Regions from separate parts of the Mus musculus genome. Here all the other regions are linked to region 3. A link is a contact called in public Hi-C, HiChIP or PLAC-seq and promoter capture Hi-C data. All regions are on one chromosome and are shown on one strand. The core of a region is the stretch at or near the end of the contact, and the rest is flanking DNA. Distances in the headings are between cores, read along the strand shown.

Evidence for each region. Promoter capture Hi-C pulls out the DNA fragments that hold promoters and counts their contacts. A called contact is a pair of places that touch in the nucleus more often than the background predicts. HiChIP or PLAC-seq counts read pairs in DNA pulled down with a chosen protein or histone mark.
Region 1: a promoter capture Hi-C map of liver shows a contact between it and region 3, with 5 times the contacts expected there. The contact joins the enhancer-like site here to the promoter of Ahr in region 3. A contact is called at or near these places in 6 of 39 promoter capture datasets (the 3T3-L1 cell line, hippocampal neurons, liver and 2 more), 2 of 15 datasets of contacts at CTCF or cohesin (the NIH/3T3 cell line and pro-B cells), 28 of 484 Hi-C or Micro-C datasets (the 3T3-L1 cell line, 3T3-L1-derived adipocytes, the 63-12 cell line and 20 more), 7 of 115 datasets of contacts at active chromatin or transcription factors (the 230-238 cell line, bone marrow-derived dendritic cells, a colorectal cancer cell line and 4 more) and 4 of 9 other capture datasets (adipose tissue, bone marrow-derived macrophages, liver and 1 more).
Region 2: a Hi-C map of the MNK3 cell line shows a contact between it and region 3, with 3 times the contacts expected there. The contact joins the enhancer-like site here to the promoter of Ahr in region 3. A contact is called at or near these places in 3 of 39 promoter capture datasets (the 3T3-L1 cell line, hippocampal neurons and pre-B cells), 1 of 15 datasets of contacts at CTCF or cohesin (the NIH/3T3 cell line), 3 of 484 Hi-C or Micro-C datasets (the MNK3 cell line, Sertoli cells and cerebral cortex), 3 of 115 datasets of contacts at active chromatin or transcription factors (embryonic stem cells and memory CD8 T cells) and 3 of 9 other capture datasets (adipose tissue, liver and macrophages).
Region 4: a Hi-C map of B cells shows a contact between it and region 3, with 4 times the contacts expected there. The contact joins the enhancer-like site here to the promoter of Ahr in region 3. A contact is called at or near these places in 8 of 39 promoter capture datasets (the 3T3-L1 cell line, the HPC-7 cell line, embryonic stem cells and 3 more), 2 of 15 datasets of contacts at CTCF or cohesin (large pre-B cells and pro-B cells), 8 of 484 Hi-C or Micro-C datasets (B cells, double positive thymocytes, macrophages and 2 more), 5 of 115 datasets of contacts at active chromatin or transcription factors (the 230-238 cell line, bone marrow-derived macrophages, effector CD8 T cells and 2 more) and 4 of 9 other capture datasets (adipose tissue, liver, macrophages and 1 more).
Region 5: a contact with region 3 is called in an H3K4me3 HiChIP or PLAC-seq map of the 230-238 cell line, with 2.9 times the contacts expected there. The contact joins the enhancer-like site here to the promoter of Ahr in region 3. A contact is called at or near these places in 3 of 39 promoter capture datasets (the 3T3-L1 cell line, embryonic stem cells and macrophages), 1 of 484 Hi-C or Micro-C datasets (olfactory sensory neurons), 1 of 115 datasets of contacts at active chromatin or transcription factors (the 230-238 cell line) and 1 of 9 other capture datasets (adipose tissue).

The regions. Positions count from the first base shown.
Region 1 is chr12:35,293,314-35,296,013 of GRCm38.p6, reverse strand. No RefSeq gene overlaps it. Among named protein-coding and RNA genes, the nearest start is that of Mir680-3, 100 kb to the right of the region's middle. Within about 2 kb of position 1,268, at least 87 of the 459 cell types and tissues checked have an H3K27ac peak or open chromatin away from gene starts, as enhancers often do. A contact at or near this core is called in the 230-238 cell line, the 63-12 cell line, the C3H10T1/2 cell line and 12 more, where this site is marked.
Region 2 is chr12:35,769,402-35,772,101 of GRCm38.p6, reverse strand. No RefSeq gene overlaps it. Among named protein-coding and RNA genes, the nearest start is that of Gm40388, 24 kb to the right of the region's middle. Within about 2 kb of position 1,276, at least 41 of the 459 cell types and tissues checked have an H3K27ac peak or open chromatin away from gene starts, as enhancers often do. A contact at or near this core is called in the MNK3 cell line, Sertoli cells and adipose tissue, where this site is marked.
Region 3 is chr12:35,533,622-35,536,321 of GRCm38.p6, reverse strand. It overlaps Ahr (aryl-hydrocarbon receptor), which reads left to right and starts at 1,333. Exons shown (of 11, transcript NM_013464.4): 1 at 1,333-1,760. The coding sequence starts at 1,699.
Region 4 is chr12:35,710,603-35,713,302 of GRCm38.p6, reverse strand. No RefSeq gene overlaps it. Among named protein-coding and RNA genes, the nearest start is that of 9130015A21Rik, 17 kb to the right of the region's middle. Within about 2 kb of position 1,307, at least 78 of the 459 cell types and tissues checked have an H3K27ac peak or open chromatin away from gene starts, as enhancers often do. A contact at or near this core is called in the 230-238 cell line, B cells, bone marrow-derived macrophages and 2 more, where this site is marked.
Region 5 is chr12:35,337,016-35,339,715 of GRCm38.p6, reverse strand. No RefSeq gene overlaps it. Among named protein-coding and RNA genes, the nearest start is that of Gm26071, 100 kb to the left of the region's middle. Within about 2 kb of position 1,280, at least 32 of the 459 cell types and tissues checked have an H3K27ac peak or open chromatin away from gene starts, as enhancers often do. A contact at or near this core is called in the 230-238 cell line, where this site is marked.

The sequences.
Region 1 (2,700 bases), core at 19-2,518, 240 kb after region 3:
TAGGATTACATTGATGGATTTCTGTATATTGAACTAGCCTGTATCCCTCGGATGAAGCCTCCTTGATCATGGTAAGTGATCATTTTGATGTGTTCTGTGATTCAGTTTGTGAGAAATCTTTTGAGTATTATTTCATTGATGTTCATAACTGAAATTGTTCTGAAGTTCTCTTTCTTTGTTGGGTTTAGATATCAGAATAACAGTGGCTTCATAAAAATAATTAGTTAGTGTTCCTTCTGTTTCTATTTTGTGGAATAGTTTGAGGTGTATTGGTATTAGGTCTTCTTTGAAGGTCTGATAGACTTCTACACTAAAACCCTAAAATCATCTGGCCCTGGGTTTTTTGTTGTTTTGTTTTGTTTTGTTGTTTTTTTCAGCCTTTTAATGACTGCTTCTATTTTCTTAGAGGTTATAGGACTGTTTAGATAGTTATAAACATAAAAGAATAAAACTAAAGCTAAGAAGGATCAGTAAGAGTAATGGTTTATTTCATTATTATGTTAGCTGGCCATATGATAAAGCATTTAATATAGTGATGAACACAAAGGATGTCCCCCCACCATGTGCCAGGAGAGACAAAATCAAGCAATAAGCATTTCTGTATTACTTTCAACCTTCTAATTTTTCTTTTTTTTTCTTTTTGATTTTTTGATTTTGTTTTATTTTGGTTTGGTTTGGTATTTTTGGTTTTTTGAGACAGGGTTTCTTTGTCCTGGAACTCATTCTGTAGACCAGGCTGGCCTCAAACTCAGAAATCCTCCTGCCTCTGCCTCCCAAGTGCCGGGATTAAAGGCATGTGCCACCACTGCCCAGCCTAATTTTTCTTTATATTACTGGACAATGAGACTTTTTTTTTCTAACTAGGGACACTGCATGATACTTTCATGTTGTAGGGAGAGGGAAAGTCAGGCTAACTTGGGTATGCTATGTTCCCTTAGAGCAAATTAGAGCAAGGTCATGAGAGATAAACAGAGCCAAGCCTGGGAGCAGTTGTGCTTCACTGGGTTTTCTGTTCCTTAATTGGTTTGGAGTGCTGTGGTTCCTTTAAAATATGGGGGAGGTTATTCTACTGAGTGGTGAGTAACTCTGGCCATAGCTACAGGAACAAACAAAACAACAAAAAGCTTAGGGGAAAAAAAAACCCACAAGCACTCAGACTGAAAAAGTAACCAAGCCAAAAATGCCATTTGACTATTGCAAAATGATCGGGCACACACTGAAAGCCAAACATGCTTACAAGTTCAGCAAGCCCCAAATATGCCATGTCATTAGTGTCTTTCCTTCCAAGTATTCTGTCCACATACTCTGAGCTGTTTACCACAAAGAAAAGATGCATCACCTTGTTAAATCATTTCTAAAGCAGGAGGGGAGAAGGAAAAGAAAAAAAAGAAGGGGATAAGTGGGGTGAGGGGAGGGGCTGTGAGAGAGGACCAGGAAGAGGGCAGTGGTCTATGATTAGAGTATTAAAATGAATAAATTAATTAGTTAATGAAAAGGGAAAAGGTGGGAAAGGGAAGGAGTAAGGAAGGAAAAATTAGGAAAAAGGAAACAGGGGGTAGGGAAGGAGAAAGGGAACAAAGAGAATTACTGGAAAAAAATACAATAAAAAGTTTTCAAGTGACTTAATGTGAAATTTTCAAAAAACCTCCATGCTCCACCAGATAAATATTTCTGCATATTCTCAGAAATGGGTCACACTTCCCACATACTTAAAAACATCCTTTACAGTTAATCTATCAATAGCAACCCTACCAGACATTTTATCTTAAAATTTGTCTTGGGCCTGAAGACAGCGTGGTAGTAAAAACCTTGTACAGATCTCCATCAGCCAGGTGAAACAGCTTGGTGTGCTGAGACACTTGCCACCCTAGCCTAGGGAGGGGAAGCTGGAAAAGTCTCAAGATTCGCTGGCCAGCCAGACTAGCCAGTCTGTGAAGAGACCCTGCCTCAGACAATAAGGTAGAGAACAACTGAGCTTGACATTTTGATGCCAACCTCTGTCATCCACACATACACATGTAGGCACATACGTAGCATAGACATGTGTACAAACACACACATGTACACACACATACATATACAATTCTTTGTCCTTTCATTTTTATATGGCTTGTTCGGAAGGAACCAAGAAAGGAAACATAACAAAGCTATGTGAACACAAAGACTGTTTGTTGGACATTCTCCAAACCCAGCTGTAAACATCCACTCTTTGTTCGAATCCTTACAGCCACCTACCCAGTCACATGACAGCAGCATGACCAGCTTTGTCCACCAGAGCTCTTTGCATGGAAATGTACTAAATGTACTAAATGGACATACCAGCCACACTTCTTTCAATGACAAGAAACTGATCAAGTAGAAAATGTGGGAAAGTGGACATTCAGGCTAACTGTCTCCCTGTCTTTAATTGAAGCATTGTCTACTTCTCTGAATTAAACTGTCAGTTTAATTCAAGCTAGCTGAGCTGTTTATCATCCAGGAAAAAATCTAGTAGATGCTGAAGATATGCCAGATTACATTTCTACAGATCTTCTTTGTATGTTTAATCTTTTTTTTCTCCCTCCCTACTTCATGATACACACAGCTCTATGAATTGTGACTCTTATCAAGATGAGGTTTGGACTATCTTCTATCTTGCCTTTCATGTTGGTTACTTTTCGATATGGAATCTTTTCAATGTCAAATGTTGCTAGGTAACTA
Region 2 (2,700 bases), core at 27-2,526, 240 kb before region 3:
GGAAGGGGTATAGGGATGGGATAGGGGGCTTAAGGGGAATAACATTTGAAATGTAAATAAACAAAATGACCAATATTTTTTTTTAAAAATCATAAAGTGATAAACATAAAAGTGTATTAGAAGGCTGAGATCTTAAAAAAGAAAAAGAAAAGAAACTGAGGTAGTGTGCAGATTAAGTCAATTTTCTTCTGCCAAAACTTTTGTAAATCTCATTTTTTTTTGCCAATTTGCTATATATAAGCATTAAATTTACCCACTATGGCTCTTTCTCATTTCATTGAGCCACTTTTTTATGTGAAGAATTGCTTTGTCACATGAGTAAGACATTTCCTGGGCGAGATTTCAGCATAAGCAAAATATCTTCATTGTACAATCTCCTCTTTTATAGCATGGAAAGAATTTAGTATATTAATGTCTAAACAATATTGATATTGAAATTAAATAAAAATCTAAGGAAAAATTAATGGAATGAATGATAACATGAAGGCAGATTTTTCTCCCAACACCAGGAGAGTCATTTGTAGTGTTGGGTTCTTAGTTGTTGGTACATTGACATATTGTGCAAGGGTAAAGACGAAGACATCGCTGAAGCAGAGACAGAAGTGTTACAGACTAATTGCCCTCCTTGAAATAGCCACTGGATCTCCACTGACTATTTATGGAAACAGAGTATGGCCTTGACCTAGATTTTTAAGATACTCCATAGTGTAGCATGTTTCTATTTTAGTTGTGATCAGTTAATTTAAAGCAATTATGAGCTTCTAAGTCACACTGCCTTGTGCCTTCTGAGAGTCATTTCTTTTTTTTCACAGTCTTCTTTCTTCCTGTTTATGAACCCATCCCTTTTGCAAAACAGCAATATGCTTAAAATCTACATTTAGTGCCAGTGGAGTTAACCGTGTCTGGCAAAAATAAAAAAAAAATGAGTGATGTTTTAGAAACTGATGTTTTGTGGTTTAGGCTGTCTTTAATATCTCACTGGAAGTTAATTAAAATGTGCTCTATTTTTTATAAAGTATATTTTATCAGTTTTCACTTTAGTCCCTTAGTGACAGATGCCAAAGAATTCCTCAGTGCATGGTCTTAATTGAAAACCTGGATGGGCACTGAGACATTCCAAACATTAAAGTGAACTGAAAAGGTTTAGAGATCTAAATATCTTTCTTGATTTGGAAGAAATCTGAGGAATTTCAAGGTTTTCAACCTTAAAGGCATAAACAACTGAGCTGGCAACGCCTGACTTATTTCCCTGCATTCTTGTGGAGCTCAGAGGGTGTGGCCTAGGCTAGGGTGCCAGTCAGCAGTATCTTGGGGTTATAAATACATGATCCCAGGATGTCCTCATTCTAAAAACATGCATATTGATAAATATTCTGATTCCTTCGGGGAATTGCAGCTTGCTTTGATCATAAGGCTCAGTTCTGCACTGTTCTTCCTGGTTAGCCAAATGCTTCTGCCCTGCAGACATAAGGCAAGGTGATGTTATCAGTGAGTGGGTGTGGATCCTCAGGCTTTCTCGATGTGCACTTTGGTGTCTGTTTTGATGTGGCCGCAGACCGTATTGGCAGTTGTCATTTGAACACCAAGGTTAGTCTGGGCTTTGTCAAAACAGAGTTGCCTTGGTATTATAGTAATCTCCATACAGATGAGACCCTAAAGTACAGCCAAGCTTCTGCAAACAGCTTTCTTTCTCCTTGCTTTCTCTCCTGTAGTAGTTGGTACATCTTGAGTGAGACGTATGCATCATAGAATAATAAGACTGGAAATACTCTGGGGCTTTGAGTGGGAGGGAATTAGAAATCACCAGTTTATCTCCCACCCACACAGTTAGTGCTCTGCCAGATCACGAAGGAAAAATCAGATCTCTTTAATAATTATTTTATTTGTTTACATTTCAAATGTTGTCCCCCTTCCTGGTCTCCCCTCCACGAATCTCCCACCTCATGCCCTCCCCTTTGCCTCTAAAAGGGTGCTTCCACACACACCCATCTACTCATGCCTCACCCCTCTAGCGCCCCCCTTCTCTGGGGCGTCAAGCTTCCACAGGACTAAGCACCTCCCCGCCCCCTCCCCATTGATGCCAGAAAAGGCAGTCCTCTACTACGTATGTTAGCAGGAATCATGAACCAACTCATGTATACTCTTTGGTTCATGGTTTAGTCCCTGGGAGCCCTGAGGGAACCGGGGGCGGGGTTGATTTTGTTGTTCTTTCTATGGGGTTGCAATCCCCTCCAGCTCCTTCAGTCCTTCCTGTAACTCTTCCACTGGGATTCCCAGGCTCAGTCCAATGGCTGGCTGTGCATATCTGCATCTGTCTTAGTCATACGCTGGCAGAGCCTCTCAGAGGACACCTGTCTGCAAGCACATCATGGCATCAGCAATATTGTTGGGGTTTGTTGTCTGGGGATGGTGGGGCAGTCTGTAGATGTCCTTTCCTTCAGTCTCTGCTCCATTTTTGTCTCTGAATTTCCTTTAGACAGGAACAATACTGGGTTAAAAATTTTGAGATGGGTAGATGGCCCCATAATTCAACTGGGTGCTATGTTTATCTACTGGACGTGGTCTCTTCAGGTTGTATCTCTCTACTGTTGGGCATTTTGGCTAATGATAACAAGGCTCATCGAGAAGCTGGAAACAACCCAGATGGAAGAATAGATATAGAAAATGTGGTACATTTACATAATGGATTACTACTTAGAG
Region 3 (2,700 bases), core at 84-2,583:
CCATAGGTTGATGTGAATCTAGTCTGGGTCCACTTCTCACTTGTTTTGAATGAAGGGCTATCAGGTATGTGCGCAGGAGAATAGCAGGTCATCTTGTGGATCTGTTTTTAATTTGTTGAGAAACTCTATACAGAGTTCCACAGTGGCTGGACCAGTTTACAACCACCCACAGTGATGCGGGTTCTTCTTCCTCCACAGCCTGGGCACCATTTGTTGTTCTTAGTTTTCTCGCTATCCTTTTCCTTGCTGTTGTGTATCCTCTCTTCTGATCTCTTTCTCAAATCTATAAAACACATCAGACTTCATCTCTATCTCTTCATGTCCAGCATCACCTACCTGACTCCCAAAATTCACTTCTCTGCCTCTATTCTTTGGTGGTTAACAGCGACCTTCCCTCTTCCTTTATCATCTCTGCTGTCTCTTTTCTCTCATCCCCATGGCTGTGCCATTGGTCTTGCAGCTGGTCGATTTCATCAATTTCCCAGCGATTCTCTCTTCCATCTGTTTTGTTCCTGAGTAACAGAATTTCCACCTTTTCCCACAGTGACTTTCCCAAGAAAGATGGAACATCATCTTCCAAATTACGCCTTTAAAAGCTCTCTGTTGTCTGCAGAATGAGACCCAATTTCTTCATTAAATCTTTATGATTTGTTCCTAGATTATCTTTTTTTTTTTTTTTCTTTTTCCTCCCATCAGCTCTACCGTACTACTAACAGAAACTCAGGTCTCTGGTCATAGTCTCAGTACCTACCCTCCAATTTCTCATGCTCTCAGCACTCCTGTGCTTCTTTCCTTCTCATCTTCCTGAAGTCTGATGGAGGAAACGATGTTTTATTGTCTTCTGTAGACATAAAATAAATGTGGGAGGGAAAAGGATTATAAAACTCGTAGCCTTCAAGACAACTAACTTTGCAGGGCATTTTTGAAGTTTTCCCCTTAGAATGCTCTCCAGTCGCAGTTATTTATCTACCAGCTCAATGTAAAATCTTTGTCAAAAATTAGATGACTCAACTCTAGGATGAGCTAAGCTCTTTGCCTGGTAAATCTTGATGTCTGGGTTACAAGGAATTTGCCTAGGCATAATGTGGCCTCACACCCCTTTTGAGGCTGGAAAACAGGTACTGGGCGAACACCACCCCACCCCCAGAACCTCGGACTGCAAGAAGTGTTGGGAGTCACTACGTCCTGCGTCATCACGTGCTGCGAAGAGGGTGGGGCCCTCCTGGGAACCGTGAGGGGCGGGGCCGAGCAGGTGGGGCGGGGCTGGAGCCCGGGGCGGAGCTGCGCGGGGTCGCGGCTGCGGAGGAGCGGGCTCGCGGCGGGCGGCAGCGTGTGTGTGCGCTCCCTTTGACGCTCGGTGCCCCACGCGTGTCCCGGAGAGGCTCAGCCCGGAGCGACCCGGAGGACGAACTGGTGGACGGACTCGGGGGTGGCTGCCAGGCAGGGTTGTGAGCGACGCCGCGGCACAGCGCGGGAGCCGGGAAGCCCTAGAGCACTGCGGCCCCTCCTGACCCTCGGGACCGGGCGCGGCTAGCGTGCGGGTTTCTCCTCCGCGGCCAGCTCGGGCAGCCCGAGTCTCCTCTGTCGCCCGCACCTGCGCGTCGCGGTCGTCCCGCCCTCGGCGGCGGCTCACCTGGGCGCAGCGCGGGCAGGGCGCCGCCTCCGGGACGCAGGTGGAGCGGGCAGGGCGCGGGCACCATGAGCAGCGGCGCCAACATCACCTATGCCAGCCGCAAGCGGCGCAAGCCGGTGCAGAAAACGTGAGTGACGGCGGGCAGGCGCGCTCCGAGGGTGCGGGAGGTCCCCACGCGTGCCGCCATCCAGGAGCTGAGTCTCAACCAATGCGTTAAAAAAAAAAAAATCCTGCTTTCAGGCACCTGCACCTTTACTGCTCAGCGACCTTCCCTGGCTGGTTCGTTGACAGCTCTGACCTACCTAGTGCCGCTCTAGCTTAGTTAGTTAAGCTTGCCTGGAAATCCTCCACTCTAGATCTCCGCTGCCGTGAGCTTTAGGGGACACGGAGGATAAGTAGACAGCTCACTGAGGTGAGATGTTGGGCAGAGCTAAACACGTGTTGTCTTGAAGGAGGGGACCTGTGCCTTTGAAGGAATGTCTTTCTGTTCTTAGCGCCTAGCTTTCTGTTTTGCTCTCTCATTTACTTCCTAGGCAGCAGTTCTGCAGGGCTCGGTGTAGGCGCAGAATTGATAGCAGGTTGGAGTGTGCAGTGGACAGGTGCCCTGGCAGCTTGGTGGCATTCTTAGCCACTCTTTGGTGCAGTTTTCTTCCTCCTTTTGGAGTGCTTTTGGGTCTGTAAAATTTTAAATCATTAAGAAGAGGAAAAAGAACTAGACTGACTTCTAAGTTATTTCTACTCTCTACCTGTAGTTCATTTCCCCTTGCTTTTTTTTTTTTTTTTTTTTTTTTTTTTTTTTTTTTTTTGCCAATTCTGACAGAGATTACAGGCTTTGGTCTTTATTTCCATGGGCTATTTGTATGAGATGGGAGATTTTTTTTCCCCCCTCAGAAAAGAGATTCATGATTGAGACAGGGTTCCATTTAGGAGTTGTCTGTATTGATGCATTCATTCATAATTACCTTGGAGTTTCCACATCTCACCATTTGTTATTTTTTTAAAAAAATAAATTATTTTAGGAACACTTTCAGGCAATCAGTAGTGTGTGTTTTGCTTGAAACATGACA
Region 4 (2,700 bases), core at 58-2,557, 180 kb before region 3:
GAGCTACCCAATGCATTATGTACAATTGTGCACTGAAAACTGTTAGAATGACTTCCAGGTCACCAAGAGTGTCATCAGGACATGTATCACACTCTAGTAGCACTTAACTTAACTCTGCCACTTAAAATATTGTTAGGGGAAAGGAAAATATTGAACGGTGTCTATAAAAGACAAATCATTCTGATACAGTTATCTACTCACAAGATCTGTGGAAAATGAGGCACTCCAGAGACCTATTTGTTGCATCCTGATGCAGGGCTATAGGAGTGACACTACACTCCCAGCAGCCTGGACAGAGGCAGCACAGAGGCGTGCTGGCATGCACACAAGCGTTCAAGAATCTAGTTAAGATCTGTACCTGGTACAAGATGGGGCAGGTTATATTCACTGTGAAAGCATGTGATAATGGGTCATGGAAAATACAGTGTGGGTTACGAGAAGCCAGGGGAAGTTTCTTGATTTCCATTGAGAGTAGTTTCTAAACACTTGTCCTGTGTACACCCACACAGGTCCCACAGTCTCTAAAGGGATCATTTAGGTCAAGCAAAGGGAAACAGCATGCTTCTGCACTTAATCATTCCTTACAAATATTTGCTTTGTACTTACGTGTCCCAGGTACTGTTCCTGTGTCCTGCAGATCCAGGACTGAGAAGACGTTCCCACGTAGAGAATCGTGATTAAGTGCTTACACTTTCAGTGCAAAGCAGTTACTCTTTTGAGCATTCTTGTACTTAAACCATTTAACTTCCATGAAAATAACTTTAAGAGGTACCATAACCCCCCTTTTATAGGCAAGAAAACAGGCCCTAGAATAACTTGCTAGAGCAGAGGGAAGACCAAAAAGGGGTTCCTTAATTGGCTTGCCATCCTGACTTTGGATACCGGGAATAGAAAGGTGTATTTGAAAGGTGTTGAGGCATGGGACCCAGAGGCTGGAAAGCTATCAATCTCCTGATAATGCCAGAGGTGTTTTGCTTGGTGGCACTTACTTACAGGTTATCTAACTTCATCCTGTAACATGTTACAGATAAGTAAAACAGTGCAGTCTCATAACTAGGTAAGTGGGAGGAGCAGGGATGGTTGAACTCAAGGGACTCATACTACACTGTCACAGAAGAAGAAAACAAAACCAGAAAGAAACAGTTGGAAATTATTTTTCAAATCTGCCTCTAAGAGTCTTGGAGACATGCCTGTGCGTCAATTTTAAAAGTTAATATTGCACTTATATATCATGGCAGGCCTGTGTCAGGCTCAGAGACTCAGTGAGGAGAGGAAGTATTTCTACTGTTTTAAAAAACCCTCATGGTATGTTGAGCATGTGTTTCAGAGAAGTTTTTCACATCCCTTTTTATGTTTGAGAAAAGGAAAAAGGGCCCATGTGGCAACATCATTTGAATTTCACATCCTATTTCACAGAAGTTTTTAGTTCTCAAGAGTAAAAAAATGACTTTCTTGAGTAAACGTAAATTGACTGGTCATATGACATAGGCAAGTGCTTTTGTGTTTTCTATGCATCACCGGCACACAGACACAGGTGTCATCACGCAATGGCAATGATCAACGTGGTCTTCCCACTTTCAGTCACATAAGATCCGGTATCTTTCAGTTCCTGCTGACTACTCTGGAATCCCTACTCCCCAGAATGCCCACAGCATGCTAATATGTCAACTTCCTACCCAGAACCTGCTGGGTCCCTTGATGTCCACAGGAGTCATTCAACTTTCGCAACAACAGGAGGAGTGAAGTCTTCATGTACTAACATTGCCCGTGTGAAACACAAGTTTGAGGACCATCAGAAAAGCAGTGCTCCACTTTCTGTCGTGATACTTTGCACACATGTTCCAGATGATGGAACCTAGCAGACAACTTCCAGGGAGAGATGGCAGCTTCTCTCATCCCTCCAGGAGCCATGGAGTGATGGCTACTTCAGCTTTCCAAGCTGCTTTCTATTTCAAAGAGAACACTGTGGACGTCCCAGTACCTTTGCCAGCACGCTTCCAGCGGGTCTGTCCGGATGTGTCCCTAAACGTGTAATGCATCCTCAGACTCAAGCTGGGAGACAATAGAATTCAACTAGGAATCACAACGTGGCTGATTGCATTGACTTTACAATAATTCTACAAAGAAAGAACACTATTTCCATGAGCCTGTTGTGTGTAAAAGAGCCCAGCTAGTGTGTGTAAGTACATGGAAAGTACCTGCCTGACACAGACCAAGCAGTCAGGACTTCAGAACCCATGTTTAACTCTCTTTCCACTGTGTCACACTGTCTTCTTGGCAGACAAACAAAATCCAACAGTCTTTATTGACGTCCATTTTAAAACATTATCCAGGAGTCCTTGATTTTATATGTTATAGAGTTTTATTCCTGGAAAAACATGCTCCAGTAACCCAGAAATCTCAAATTAAGACAAACTGCTATTCATTTGCATTGTGAGGACTGGTTTCTGTTCTTTTCACTTCTGGAGAGTTAGTAGTCTCATGTGGTACAGGTGTGTAGAAAGGCGTTTATCTGGGTGACTATAACCACATCTGTAACCGCTAATTTTATGGGAGAGTTATTGAGTTATAAAAGCATCCATGTCTCAATAAAAAACAAAACAGCATTTTACTGTTTAGCATATGAAGAAAGTATCATACTTCTCTGTGATTATACATTATGAAGTAATTTAAGTGTGCCTTTTACAGTTCTTATATATC
Region 5 (2,700 bases), core at 31-2,530, 200 kb after region 3:
ACTCTTGGATATCCTGTTGCTGCCCTGTGACATGTTGGTCTTGCAGCTTTCGATCTACAGAACCAGTCCCTTTACGAGTTCCAACAGCCCATGGGTGGTGTAGATGCTGGAGTAGGCCAGCTCAAAGCCCTGCATCTGGACCTGGGTGGTAGCTGAGTTTGTCATCCTCCCAGCTATCCTCACCCATGAACTAGGGTCAGCTTTCCCTTGCTGCCCAGCTGACCAGCCAGCTCTCCTTACTATCATGTCTGGTGAGGGGGCAGGACCAGCTCAGCATAGTTGTCAGATATCAATATAGCCAACCCAGCCCGGGATGTCTCCATGGCTTGTGGTGGTAACATGGGCTGTGGACATCAACATAGACATCTGCTGTAATAGGGCCATAGACTCAGACATAGCCCTTGGCGACAGCATGGAAGAGCTATCACCAATGGCCTCAGGTGGCAGCATAAGCCTATCACATCAGCCTGTTCCTCTGTGGTGTGTTGCTGTAGTGTCTCCAGGTCCTCCTCTCTTCACAGTGCATGAAGCATCCCACTTCTCTTTCTCTCTCATCTCTCCACCACCTTCTTGCTCATCTTAGTTGGCCTTTCCTTTCTTACTTTTTTCTAATCTTCAATTTTCCCTTCCCCTCTACAGCTTTGCTTTTCCCTCTGATTCCCTGTTCATTTATTTAGCCCTTTTACTCCTCTTTCCTGGCTCCTTCATTTTGTGCACTTACTACTTCTACAGTTACCTTAAATAGTGTTTAACTTCTGAGCCTCCTCTAGAGTAGTTTTCTGCATTCTGTTTCCACAGTAGTTAGTGATACACTGATTGTTAGGCCCTATTTGGCCTTCGTTTGGGCCTTGAGGACAAACCCAAGCCTGGCTTCATTTTTGAGAATGACTCAGCACAACCTACCAACCTGAATTTTGAGATTGCCTCTGCCTAGCTACTGCTGATGTATCATTCTCTTATAGGTCCTGTGAGATCACCCCACACCCTTCGTCATCTCACTCCACCCCATATGTCATCTCAGCCCATACTTCTATCACCACCTCCTTGACCTGCCACATTCAAGCGAGTTCCTGCTTTGACAAGACTCCCAGCCTGGGTATGTTTGTTTTGAACCATGGACACTCACCATCCTGCTCAGACCTGGAGAAACTTGGCTGGACCAGGGTTCTCTCCTCTTGCCTGGACCTGCCAGCAGAGAGCTGACAACTGATGCACTATAGTTCATTCTAGTTGTGTTTCTTTATCATGCATAGGCTGTTGCTTTCTACACAGCATCAGCTTATCTCTTCCTTATTTAGTGGTCATGGATATGGAAACGTCATAACTAAGTCACTCAATAACCATCCCCTTTCTGAGAAAAGGGGAAACAACCAAACCACAAATCTCAAGAGCCATGCAAGAAAGATGAAGAATGCAGCATCATGACTCTCTGAAAGGACTGAATCCAAAGATAATGAAATAGGTAGGGATCCATACAAAAATTCCTAAAGTTTTATATAAATAATCAATTATATAAATGAGGATTTTCAAAGGAGATGGATCCAATCTAGGATGCTGAGTGAGAAGCCAGACACACACAGGAAAGAGTCAGCAAAACAGATGAGGAAATTAACAATATTGGGTTCAGAAGTCATCAACTGATTCAGCAAGAATATTAAGACTTGAAAAGTAAAGGAAATCCAATAGAAATGGTATAATGAGAATACCCAATGTATCCCCTATAAAGCACAGTGGAAGAGATGGAGAGAAGACTCAGCAAAGATTTAGATGACCTGCTGCTCCTCTAGAAGACCCAAGTTCCATTACTCACATCAGGTACTTCACTCCATGGGGTTCAATACTCTCTGTGGGCACCTGCACACACATGGTACACTTACAAAGGAAAAATTCTTTGCAGGCCTTGAAAGTACAAGCCTCAACTTCATATAGATAAACAAAAAACCAAGGATTTCTAAACAATCCTGAACAATGAAAGAACTGCTGAAGATATCACCACCATCCTTGATTTCAAGTTGTATTACAAAGCTATAGTAATAACGCCCACATGGTATTGGCATAAAAACATGTACATTAATCAATGTAATCAAACTGAAAATCCAGACATATATCCACACACATATGGATACCTGAATTTATATAAAGAAGCCAGAAATACACAATGGAAAAAAAAGCATCCTTCACAAAAGATGTTGGTCAAACTAAAGTCTGTATATAGAAGAATGCAAATGGATTCATATTTATCACCTGCACATAACTCAAGTTCAAGTGGATCAAAGACCTCAACATAAAACCAGACTCATTGAACCTGATAGAAGAGAAAGTGGGGAACAGTCTTGAAATCACTGGCACAGGAGATGACTTTCTGAACAGAATACCAATAGTGCAGGCAAGCCTTTGACCTACAGTCCATCCTGCCTACAAGATGTGCTGGAGCAAGTTGGTGGGCAAGAGCTTGTGAGAGTGAGCAAACAATGACTAATGTAGCTTAAGACCCAATCCACAAGACTATAGGAGTCAGGGAATGGAGGACATCAGACCACAGACTATTGAATCAAATATGCAGAGCATATATGGCTCACAGAGACTGAAGTGGTAAGCACAGGGTCTGCAGGAGTCTGCACCAGGTCGTCTGCATATACGTTGTAAATGTTAGCTTGGTGCTTTTGTGGAATACCTTATCACAGGAGCAGGTGTGTCTCT